Regions from separate parts of the Oryctolagus cuniculus genome. Here region 2 is linked to region 1. Evidence: chromatin contacts called from public Hi-C data. All regions are on one chromosome and are shown on one strand. The core of a region is the stretch at or near the end of the contact, and the rest is flanking DNA. Distances in the headings are between cores, read along the strand shown. Region 1 holds the start of CDC37L1 (cell division cycle 37 like 1, HSP90 cochaperone). Region 2 holds the start of JAK2 (Janus kinase 2).

The links. Hi-C and Micro-C count contacts between places; a contact is called where the count stands out from the background.
Region 2: a Hi-C map of an unstated tissue shows a contact between it and region 1, with 2.4 times the contacts expected there. The contact joins the promoter of JAK2 here to the promoter of CDC37L1 in region 1. A contact is called at or near these places in 2 of 6 Hi-C or Micro-C datasets (ear pinna and an unstated tissue).

What each region holds. Positions count from the first base shown.
Region 1 is chr1:167,311,652-167,317,970 of mOryCun1.1, forward strand. CDC37L1 (cell division cycle 37 like 1, HSP90 cochaperone) reads left to right here and starts at 4,102. Exons shown (of 7, transcript XM_051858356.2): 1 at 4,102-4,458. The coding sequence starts at 4,327. It overlaps SPATA6L (spermatogenesis associated 6 like), which reads right to left and starts at 4,129. Exons shown (of 16, transcript XM_070051625.1): 1 at 3,882-4,129; 2 at 3,737-3,801; 3 at 2,790-2,937.
Region 2 is chr1:167,674,287-167,680,605 of mOryCun1.1, forward strand. JAK2 (Janus kinase 2) reads left to right here and starts at 3,715. Exons shown (of 25, transcript XM_051846028.2): 1 at 3,715-4,227; 2 at 4,592-4,709.

The DNA.
Region 1 (6,319 bases), core at 2,852-5,351:
ATTTGCGGCCATTTGGAGAGAGAACCAGTGGGTGGAAGATCTCTCCCTCTCTCCCTCTTTCTCTAACTCTACCTTTCAAGTAAATAATTCTTAAAAAAAAAAAAAAAATAGCCCATCGGGGCTAGCGCTGTGGCACAGTGGGTTAACGCCCTGGCCGGAAGCGCTGGCATCCCATATGGGTGCCAGTTCGAGACCCGGCTGCTCCACTTCCTGTCCAGCTCTCTGCTATGGCCTGGGAAAGCAGCAGCAGATGGCCCAAGTCCTTGGGCCCCTGCACCCACGTGGGAGACCTGGAGATAAGCAAATTACTGTGATATGTAATACAAGTAATTCAGAAAGAAACCCATTTAAAGGCACTATATTATTAGAACAGTGGTTTCTGCATCCAAAACAGAAGCAGGCAATTTGAGTACTTTTTTTTTTTTTTTTTTTTTTTTTTGCCAGGCAGAGTTAGACAGTGAGAGAGTGATATAGAGAGATTATATTGAGTACTTCTCTAAGTCCATACACTTCTTGGAAATTTTCCTCAAGAATCAGGAATACTTCTAGGAAGGAGTCAAATTACAACCAAACCGCTTTTCACAATTTTAAAGTCATTTGGGATCTAGATCCACACATGGGAACCATTTCACAAAATTTTCTTAGAATTCATGAGTCAGGTTCATATGTTACTCTCTGTGTTGTGCTTTGATTCACTCGTATTTGCAGGCTCAGTCCTTATATAATTCCATAAGCAATGTCCTTGGCCATTTGGACATAGCCCTTCCATCTAGAAGTAATTTCTATAGAGAAAAAAAATTAACATGGTCTTTTAAGGTTCAGCTGGCTAGCTCTATGAGAGGAGTAGATAAATTATGACACAAAGCAATTTCTAAGGAATTCTATTATCCTATATAAGAAAGTGGGAGAGAATGATTACGTTTTAAGACTTAAGTTCCAAATATCTACTCTGCTTGGGTACTGGATTTAGACCCTGAAATCACCAGTGGCTCAAGATGAGACTACCTCTGATTTCATGATGTCTATTCCTTCTTCTAACAAAACATAACTGTGTTCCTTTTTTACTCTCGTCTGCCTTTATTTAATCCTGCATCTTGTCTTCTATCCTTGTTTCTATCCTTTATTTCCTATTCATTTATTCAGCACATTTTTATTGAGTTCCTACTATGTGCCAGATATTGTTATAGGCAATGCAGGTAAAAGGGTGAACAAGAAAAAAAACTGTGCTTTTGTGGAGTTTAGATTCTAGTGGGGAAGAAAACATAATAAATGAGTAAACATAAAAAAGATAATAATAGTATGATGAATGGTGGGAAGGAAAATATCAAAGGTGGTGAGACAGAATGTTACAGGTTAGAGCATAAGAGTCCAATTAGACTCAGCTGCCAAGTTGGTCTCTCTAGGGTAAGACATTTCACCTGAGAAGCATGACCACGACTGAGATGTTAAACGAGCTAATAGAAACAATATACTGGCAAAGGGAACAGCAAACACAAAGGGCCTGAGTCAGGAGAAATGGGTGTTTGAGGAATGGAATGGCCAATGAACATACTAACAGAGACCTAGAGCAGGGAGTTACGGAGTTACAAGATGACGCTGAAGAATTAGGTTGCCACTAAATTGCACAGCAACTTAAAGAATTAAAACAGTCAATGTGATTATTTACCTAACAGTCATAACCTCTTCTTCCTTGTCAACAGAACCCTAGTTGTGTTTGGACGAAAATGCATACAGTTCCAGGTAATAAATCATAATTTATTAAGCCAGTTCTGGCCAATAACATACAAGACAGTCACTAGAAGCTTCTGGAAAATATATTTATCCCTAATATAAAAGCCATAAGTAAATAAAGCTATTTTTGCCTCCTCTCTCGCTTCCTGCTTTAGCTGTTGTTATGTTTTAATTTCCAGAGCTAGGGTACCCATCTTGCAACCATGACATAACAAGCCTAAAGATGCAAGTCACCAATTGTTGGACAGTAGAGGAATAACCTGGGTCATTGCTACAACTGGCAAATGTTAAACCTATCCTGGGACCACAAAGCTTTATCCTTTTTGTTCAGTAAACAATAAATGTCCCTACAGTTTAAATATCTTTGAGATTTCAGTTACTTGCATTGAGAGAATATAACTGATATAGGTGGGATATGACATGATCTGATTTAGATATGTGCAGCAACTGTATAAATACATTATATAGTGAAAGAATGGAAGAGAAGCATGGACAACTTCTCCAGTAGTTCTCAGAAGGGAGCATGGTCTCCTGACCTAAGCAGAGAACAGTAAAGCTGAAGAAAACTAGATTCAAGGCACATTTGGGAGGAAAATCACAGGACTTGCTGACGGTTTAGACATGAACAGTGAAGAACGGTTTAAGCCCAAGATTTTGGACTTGATCGTGATGTCATTCATTGAGAAGACAGAAATAAGAGGTTTGGGGAAGGAAGTGGGATCCAGAGTTGTTTTTTGGATGTATTAAATGTACAATCTGTATGAGTCATTCAAACAGAGATGTCAAATCAGCAGGTAAGCATATTTCTCTGAAGTACTGTGGTAAGGTCAGGGCTTGAATTGCAATTTGGGAATTGTCAATTTAATGTTATTTAAAGGCACATAAGTAGACAAGATCGTCCCCGCCAGCCAAAATATGAGGAAATCTAAAACTAGAGGCCTGCTAGAACACAAAACTGAAGAGAAATAGTGAAAAGGTAGGGGGAAAACCATCATCACCATCAGCATCATTTAGTATTTTTGTAGAGCTTACTTTATGCCAAGCATTGCTCAACTCACCACGTGGCTTCATGACAGTAAAGAGAAAAAAGTGCTGTCCTTTTCTTTCTCCCTTTCTGTTTTCTCCTGTGGTTTTCACTCTTAAACTCAGTTGGTTTAGATGCAGTGCTTCTCAACTTTCATTTGTAATGATTAAGTTCTATAGTCACTGGAAAATATTCAAATAGCATAATAGAGGAGTTGAATGTGGAAAGATCCTCAGAAACTTTGCTCCCATCTCATCCACCCTAGGCAATCACTAACAGTTTCTTGTATACCTCTAGAAAATTTCCAGAGACTTGTTTTTACGAAACTAGGAGGACCCCCCCCCCATATATGTATGTATCTCCACATATATATCTAATTCTACAATGTGCCTTATTTAACTCAATACATTTTGGAGATATTTCTACTATCAGTAACTGTAGATCTACTTGATTCTTTTTAAAGACTCAAAGAACCCTACTGTATTAACAAGCCATGATTATTTACATTCCTCTTTTTTCCTTATCACTCAAAAAAATTTTGTAGATAAATCTTCGGATATTGGTGCAAAAATAACTGTTGGATAACTTCCCAGCAGCGAAATTGCTGTATGAAAGCACTTATGACTCTCATATGGTCAAATAACAGCTCTTTTTTGTCATATCTTGGCCAACATTTGGTATTAAGCAATTACAAAAGTTTGCCAATCCAGTAGATTGAAAAAATGGCGTCTTGTTGTTTTTATTTGGGCCTTTTAAATTGTGAGCAGAGCAGCAAGGCCTGATGGTTAAACATGCACATTTTGGAAGCTACATTCGGTGGGCTGGATTCTGGCTGTTCTTAAAACGTACGACCTCCGGAAGGCCTCATTTTTTTTCTTCTTCTCAAAAAAATAAATAAATAAGTAAAATTTTTAAAAGGATATGGCGCCAGCACAAATCTTCAGGGTTAAACGCCAGAAGTAAACAAACAGGGAGCCCTACACGGTTGCTTGAAGCCAGTTAGGGTCCTCCTCCTTCCAGCAGGTTTTGCAGAACTCGCTTGGTACCTGTAATTTGATATGTGAAGAAACAGGCTCTGCTTTCAAGAGTCGGCCCCCTACCCCGCCTGCTCCACCCTGAGACCTACAGTTCCTGTGTCAGTGTACGTGCAAACAAAAAGAGGCGACACGGTCGGTCCGCGCACCTCCCGGCGGGCAGGAACGCCAGACAAGTTTCTAACACGACCCGACATTCGCCACCGCAGCACCGTGAAGGTTAAGTCGTCGGCGCTTAAATGCCTGAGAGAACAAGTTTTAAACGAGAAAGGATTCTAAATCCACCCTACACACGCCCGCCGAGACGCCTCTCCGCGGCCACGCCCCATCCGGAAGTGACGCTGCCCGTCGGAAGCCTCTTCCGCCACCCGCCGGCGGCTCGGCCCCGGCTGGCGCGGGCTGTGCGTAGGCATCGCGGCCAGCGGAGGGATTGTGGGTAACGAACCCGGCCGGCTGGGGCGGCTGGCTCCGCGCAGCAGGGTCCGCTCACGCCAAGTCCGTTGGCTGTCGCTGTTATTGGGCCGGGGGCAGCGGGACATGGAGCAGCCGTGGCCACCGCCGGGACCCTGGAGCCTCCCTCGGGTCGAGGGTGAGGCCGAGGAAGAGAGTGACTTGGACGTGTCCCCCGTTTCCCCCCGCTGCCCGCAGCTGCCGGGCGGTGGCGCCCAGGTGAGAGGGGCTCGCGTTCTGCTGGGGGGTTGGGGCGGTGCTGCCACACAGCCCCCAGGAGTGCCGCGTCTCCCCGGCCCCCTTTGCCCTGTTCCTAGCTCTCGCGGGGCTGGGGGCCTGATGCCACCCCGCCGCTGTTGTAGCATCCTTTGAGGGAAGAAGAGGCGGCCGTGTGTTCTTTCGTTCGTTCCCAGCCTCCCCCTCCGCGCACACCTTTTCTTTCACCTTGGCTGATCCCTCCTCACCCTTGGAAGGCGTCCCTCTTTTCCCCCTCCCTGACAACACCCAGATTTGGGGCGGTTCACGCCGTATCTACCGTTGACCCTTTGTCCTCTTGTGATTGCTTTTATCCGAACACTTTATTAAGTCAGAGGCTCCGGCACTCTTGCCCACTCACTGTTGAGTTAGGGACAGTGCACGATTGTAGTTCGTGAGTCCCGCAGATTACACACGCGGGTTCACCCACGTTGGTAGCTGAGCAGATCCGTGTAAACCTCGCTTTTGACGCCGCTTTGGGATTTACACCTCTCCCACTCGCGTGTCTGGCTTCCCCTGTTTGGTTGTTTTGCTCCACGTCATTTTCCGATAAAAGCACAGAAGCACACACTTGCCTTTTTCTTTCAGACTTTTCCCCCAGGTACCCGATGCAACTTGTGCTTTCAGTCCAGTTTTCTTGCCCCTGAAACTTAATTCAAATAATTTTGAATTTTTCTGAGTCCTATCTTAGGGAGAGCTTGCCTGCGTCACTTTGTCCTTTTTTTTTTTTCTTTTTCCTGACCCAAGTGTGTTTTGGAAATATGTTTCAGGATTGCAGACTAAACACTAACATGGTCAATGAAATACATTGTAGATGTGTGCCTTCTGAACTCATTTTGCTAGATGTTAATGAAGAATGGTCATTTAAAACGTTTACCAATAAGTGGAGGATCATCAATCTTACGTCTGACTAACGGGATTACTTAGCTTCACACAGAGAAAGATGCTGTTTCATAACCACAGAGTGTTCTTCAGCCAGCGAGTCACTGGGAAAGTGAGAGCAGAATGAGAGTTGATGGGTCAGTAGTCATTCACTAATTATGGATCACTAATGTCATCCTTATATACAAATGTGTTATAAGCACATACTGTGTCACAGACAGAGGGAAGGAGTGAACACCAGCTGCTGTTGTCAATTTCGAAAGAATATGGCAAGGGAATGAATAATTCAATCAATAACTTCTTCAGTAACCTAATAGAAACTCAGGATTTTAAAAGTATTATTATTTTACTTGGGCACTTACAAACTTGTTTAACTGAAAGAGATTTTAAAAGTGAGTCAGCCTATCACTTTCCTTAAAAGTGATTTCTCTGAGTCCATATCGCTAGTTAGTGGCCAAGTTAAAACTTGAGTTTAGGACTCCTAATCCTGTATTTTTCCCCATCTAACTGTATGTCTTATCCTGTGAAGTACTGTAAAACTTTGTTGACTGAAACTACCTTTAAATGGTCTTAAAATTTGCAAAATGATTACTAATTCTAAATTCATAAGCTTATTACCTCTATGCTTTTGCCTTGCTAACTTTAGGACTTAAATTTTTGGAAAGAAGAAAATGTTTAATCCAATCTATAGGCATCTTATAATCTTTTTAACAAGTGTTTAAAAGCTTTGGCTTGGGGTCTTCCTCTCTTGGAACCCCCCTCCTGGCTGCTTTGGTAGGAGGTTCCCAATTTAAATAAATCTTGTTTTTCTATTAAAAAAAAACTTTGGTTTGATTTTTACCAATTATGTGGAATTTAGACATCTTAATGTAATAGACGATCTGTAGTCCAAACATCCGTTCAATGTAAAGACAGATCAGAATATAAAGATTCAGTAGGAGAT
Region 2 (6,319 bases), core at 2,465-4,964, 360 kb after region 1:
ATTATTTACTAACTGTGCTAAGGGTCTTAAAATACTTTTTCATTTCTTCTTCAAAATACCTCTTCAAGGGAGATATTATTATCCTCATACTGATGAGAAAATGGGAGCTTAGGCAATTTAAATGACTTATTTGGTGTACAGTATGATTGAAACCTGCACTGAATGGAGTCTCAGGCTTAAGTTCTGAAATCTTTGGCCCTAGACTTTAAACCTTGTCTTTGTGTTAAAAGTACTTAAGGCCAGCACCATGGCTCAATAGGCTAATCCTCCACCTAGCGGCGCCGGCACACCGGGTTCTAGTCCCGGTTGGGGCGCTGGATTCTGTCCCGGTTGCCCCTCTTCCAGGCCAGCTCTCTGCTGTGGCCAGGGAGTGCAGTGGAGGGTGGCCCAAGTGCTTGGACCCTGCACCCGCGTGGGAGACCAGAAGTACCTGGCTCCTGGCTTCAGATCAGTGCGATGCGCCGGCAGCAACGTGCCGGCTGCGGCGGCCATTGGAGGGTGAACCAATGGCAAAGGAAGACCTTTGTCTCTCTCTCACTGTCCACTCTGCCTGTCAAAAAAAAAAAAAAAAGTACTTAAGAACTTAAAAAAGATATAGAAGCCAAGGCCCATCTTACATTTAGTGGATCAAAGTCTTGTTAGGTGCGTTTGGGAGTGATAGGAACACTGCTGCTATGCCTCACTATGGTGGAAGCAGTGTTACAGCAGACCCTACACACATTTGGTAACTACCTGTTAATTTTTCTCTCTTGGGTCTGACCATACAATCAGTTCTGAATCTAAGTGTGTTATCATGCAGCTCGCATTTTTTTGTTTTTCCATATTGCATGAATGTTATGAAAGACTTGGTCAAATTCCTTGAAATTGTCTTTTACCATTATCAAAGAATAGAGGAAACTTCCTGAGGTGTTTGCCCTGGGGAGCAAATTTCTACCAGGAGAGTCGCTACCAGAAATCACATAAAGAACTCAAACATTCTTTAAGACACAGACTGGAAGAAGCTCAACATTTCAGGGTAACTCAGACTTACAATCTTAGTGAGGAGAGAGGCTTTCACTGTCTGAATGACACTAGAAAAGTTACTTTATCTTTCTGTGTTGACAGATCATTTCTTAATCTAATAGGCTTATGGATAATATATTTCCCTTATCCACCTTGTCTTCCATACCCAAATCTCTAACATTTAAAAAAGGACAGGTGTTTAGTGTGGTGATGAATATGTCACATGGGATAACTATATCCCATATTAGAGTGCTTGGGTTCAAGACCCAGCTCCCCTTCCATTTCCAGCTTTCTGCTAATGCACCCTGGAAGGCAGTAGGTGATGGTTTAAGTACTAAAGTCCCTGACACCCACATGGGAGATGTGGATTGAGTTCCTAGCTCCTGGCTTTGGCTTGGCAAAGCTCCAGCTGTTGTGGGCATTTGGGGAGTTAACCAGAAGATGGAAGATCTGTATGTCTCTCTTTCAAAGAAAAACAATAAAAAGACTACCTTCCTCCACAAAATATAATCAATGTTTACCAGTTACAAATAACTTCTCCATGCAAGCCAGCTGTGGGCAGTAACAGATAGCGTGCCTAGTTGAATAATACATCATTACAAAATAATAGAAACAACACTTTTAAAAAAGATTTATTTATTTATTTGAAAGTCAAATTTACATACAGAGAAGGAGAGATAGACCAGGCTGGGGGGATGGGAGGTTTGGGGAGAGAGACAGAGAGAAAGAGGTCTTCCATTGCTGATTCACTTCTCAGGTGGCCACAATGGCCAGGGTTGAGACAGGCCTAAGCCCGGAGCCAGGAGCTTCATCAGGGTCTCCCACATGCATGTTAGGGGCCCAAGTTCTTGGGCCATTTTCTGTTGCTTTTCCCAGGCCATAGCAGAGAGTTGGATTGGAAGTAGAGCAGCCAGGACATGAACCAGTACCCATATGGGATGCTGGTGTAGCAGGTAGTGGGCTTTTGCTATAAGTGCAGAAACAGCACTTACTATAATAGATGCTTTTGCATTATTTCTAAATTATTTGGCTTTCTACAACAGGTATTTTTTTTTCTCCTCACAAAAGGTAAATATTCCATCTCTACAGTTCTTATGCTTTTCATTTTCAACGTGACTTTAAGATCAGCTTCAATACTTTGGGTGAGTTTTTGTTCTAGCTTTTACCTCCATGACCGTTTTTGTTTGCAAGAAAAGGGCTGTTGGTAATTTCAGTCTTCATATTCCAGTCAGATTTCAGATTTGCCACTGAAATAGGAGTCACAACTCCTATTTCTAATTTTTTTTTAAAGAAGAAATTTCTGGCATATTTCACCTCTAAGACTGTAGCTGTAGGAATGCAATTTCTCTGTAAATCCCTCCACCTTAGGGAGAAAACAACAGTTTCAGTCGATTGTTTATTTTAAAGGAGTCAGCATGAATTCATCTGCTCAAAGGCCTTTTGCAATGGGCCTTATGTAAGACTTTAGTGAATTTAATAAGGAAATCATTTAACCCAAAGAGAGACCTGAATAGCTGCATCATGTGTGTATGGGGGAAGCAGCACCTGTAAATACATCACTCCCTTCAGGTTGACAGGAGGGCTACTAAGTGAGAGAGGCCCCACGCCGTCTGGTTCCAGGCTACTTCTTTAACCTCGTCTCTTGCCACTGCCTCATCTTTCACTGCCCTCCAGCCACAGTGACAGCTTTCCTGGTCCCTGAATTTGCCAAACACGTTCCCTTTTCAGCATGTCTTTGCTAGTACCCCAGCCTGAAACTTTTCCAGGAGTGTCACAGGACTGGCTCATTTTCAACCTTTCCATCTCTGCTCAAAGTCGCAAACTCTAGGAGGTCGTGCCTGGCCACTGTAAAAGACCACACTCCCCTCACTTAATGCTCCATTGTGTTGTATTTTCTCGGTGACAATTGCACATCTAGCATATTACACACTTAAAACCTTTCTTTCTATTTTGTCTTCTGTCAGAAGGCAGAACAGCAAGGAACATGCAGGTTGTTTACCTAGTGTCTCCGGGGTCTACAGTCCAGTACCTAGCAGGCGCTCAGTAATTGAGTGAATGAGGATCTTTGGGAAAGTGGAAGTGGTTCGCTGGGCCTGGCTGCCAACCTGCAGGCTGCTGAGCACCTCATCCCACCCTCGCTCCTTTCCAGCAGTGGTGGCTGGAGTCAAGCCATTGGGATTTCATTGCCGCTAAATGGCGCGTGGGCGCGCATTCCTGCAGCCCGGGCGCCTCTTCCCCTGGGCCCAGCGGCCCGCGCTGGGAAAGAACAGGTCTGCAATACCCGGAACATGGAAGCGAAAGCTGAAAGGGGATGACGGTATACGGGTGGGGAAAGTCTCCGTGCGGAGGCAGCCCGGCCTCCTCCGGGCCCAGGCTGCTTGCAGGGGGCGCCTTCCAGGCCCGGCTGACTCATTCCCAGCCGCCTCCACGGCGGGCGGCGGCCACACACACGCCCTTCTAGGGAGGGCCCAGCGCCGGCACAGAGCCTCTGCGGGGCTCCAGGCTCAGCGGGCCTTGGCCACCTCCATTTCCTCGCGCGCTCATGCCCAGTGGCTGCCCTGAAAATCTCCACGGGAGTCCACCGGCTCCCCGGGAGGCCACAGCACGGAGGGCCACAACCCGGTCAGGCCCGCGGCGCGCGCGGGGAAGAAGGGCGGCGCACGCGCAGTCCCGGGCGCGCGTCCCGCGCCCTCCCCCGCCCGGCTCGCCGGCGGCCTCAGTCCGCCACCCACAGGCTGCCTGACTAGAGGCCGGCTGGGAGGCTGAGGCCGACGCAGAGTCCAAGCCTGTGTCGCCAACGGCGCTGAGAAGACGGTGTGGCCTGGGAGAGGGTGGAGACTACGGCCGTGACGGGCTTCCCGGCTGCCCTAAGTGGGAGTGGTGTGGGCTGCAGGAAGGAGAGAGGAAGAGGAGCAGAAGGGGGCAGCAGCGGCCGCGGCTAACGGCCTTCCGCGGCGCTGACTGGCTGGGCCGGCGCCCGGCTCTTTCGGGAGTTCGCGCCTCCGCCTCTGCCCCCTTGGCACCTCTGGCCCCCGGGCCCCGGCTTGCGGCGCACGTCGTTCGGAGGGCTGCCGCGGCACAAGAAGAGGCCTGGTCCCTGCCGTCCAGGGATGTGAGTGGGAGCCGAGCCCGCACGGGAGGGCCCCCGAGGACCCAGCCTGGCGGGCGCTCGGACCCGTGCCCACTCTGGGGGCTTCGCAGACCTGGGCCAGCCTGAGACGCCGGGTAAGAGCAGCCCCTGCGAGCTTGGGGGCGCGCCCTCGTCGCCTGGTCCGTGCAGCCGGTGGGTGTTATCGCTGCCCGGCCTTTGGATGGGAGCACCAGTTATCTCCCCTACCCTTTCCCTCCTCCCGATCCCCGCCTTTCCCCTGCTAGAGGCGGTAAACTTCTATACCAGAAAATCTTTCTCGTTAAGGCGAAACCCAGAAAGGAGTATCTTGGTTGCTGTTTGCATCCTGTCTGCCTTATTACTCCTCCCCCCTTACCTAGCCCTCTTAAAATTTCTAGACATCTTAGCCTAGAAAGGAGCATCTCTTTCTCCTGGGTTTCTGCGGTAGTAACTGCTTTATTATTATTATTATTATTTTAGGTTTCAGAAGCAGGCAACGGGAACAAGATGTGAACTGTTTGCCTTCTGCAGAAGGAAAAGAGGCCCTTCCTCCGCCTCCGACGGTTCGCGATCCTGGCTGCTGGGCTTCATCGCCTCGGTGAGGGCGAGGGTGTCGTGAGCCGAGTGCGTGCGTAGGAAGGCTGCGAGCGTGTGAGACGAGCAGGGCGCTGCGCTTACTCCTCTGACAATGGCAGTGCTGAACTTTCAGTGTTACTTTGGGAGAGGATTTTGGGGTGTTGATCGTTGCTACATTCCTTGTAGGTTTTACAAGTAATGGGGCTTTTCAGGCGAAAATAAAATGTTGTCCCTTAACCTTTCTCCTCCAGCAGCCAGAAATTCTTTATTCTTTCAAAGAGGAAGAAATGCTGTTGAGAGAACATGTTAGCTGTTCTTACTGGGGTTCTTGCTACCACATTGAATGCTTCCTGGATGGTTTTATCTGCCTCCGCTTGCTGTGTCGGTTGAATTTACCCAGTTTGTTTTCCGGTGGTTATTCATCTGCCAGGGGAAACTCCTTTTCTTTGAATGAAAGGATAAGAGTGACTGAGTATGTCATAGAGGGGCGGAGAAATGTGGAGAAGGAAACCAGAAGTGGGAATAAGGGAGATGACAATCACTTTTGGTTTCATAATAGCTTTGGGAAAGTGAGTTGTTGGGTTCCTGAAGATGTTCTGATGTAACACCCAGCAGATTGGGAGATGAATAATCACCTTTTTGACCTCTCTTCCCCCATCTGCCTTACTTTTTACCACTGCAGATGTGAGAGTCACTTGCTTCTGTGAGCTTATTTGTTGGCATACAAACTAGATGTATTCATAGTACATGTGTTTATCTGTACAGGAAAACTGTGTTTGTTGGCTAGGTAAGCATATAATACTTGGTTTTGCCCTAACTGAATGTCTTAAGTTTGTAGTTTATAACACGTTTAAATATTTGGTTTTGCCCTAACTGAATGTCTTGGGTTTATAGTTTATAATGTGTTTAAAGGACGGGTTAAGATGTAGTTTGTTTCCTTTAACACCTTTTCCTTAGTGATTTGAAACGGAGGTCTCAGGTATGGAATGGAAAACATGGTATCTTTTTTATTCACCTTCCTGTTGATGAAAGACAGGATAATTTTGAGGCAGAATAGAAAAGTGTGTTGGCTTTGGAGTAAGATATGGATTTAAGTCATGGTATTCTTGCCACTTATGAGTTGTATAATTTAAAAGTTCTTTGAACCTCACTTTTCTTAGAAGGTTGTTGTGAGGATTGAATAACATGCATGCAAAGTGGTAAATTGTTGACTACTGTGCAAGTCTTGGCTACTCTCATGACTGGCAATAGGAGATTTAGAGAAAGGCAGAATGACTCTGCTATGAGGTGATCTGCCAGAGACCAGTGTTTCTTCCTCTTTTGTATAAGAAGAAAAATAACTTTTAGATGGTGAGCAGACTAAGGGTCTTACAGTGTTTGAAAGAAAGATTTGATTCATTTCTTTTCATTGAGTCCTCTTTGTACTGCCCCTGCTTACTATTGTGCTGCCCTCTTGTGGTGAACTGTTAAGAACTTTCTTTTGCTCCTCGCCTTTTTTGGGGGGGACCTTTATAGTCCCCCTTTCTCAAACTGTGCTGATGTGCTCAGAGCACCAGTAAACTCATGCTTGAACTGTTAGTTTGAGGTAGTTCAGTTTCAGCATAATATACTGATGTTCCTTACTGCAATATC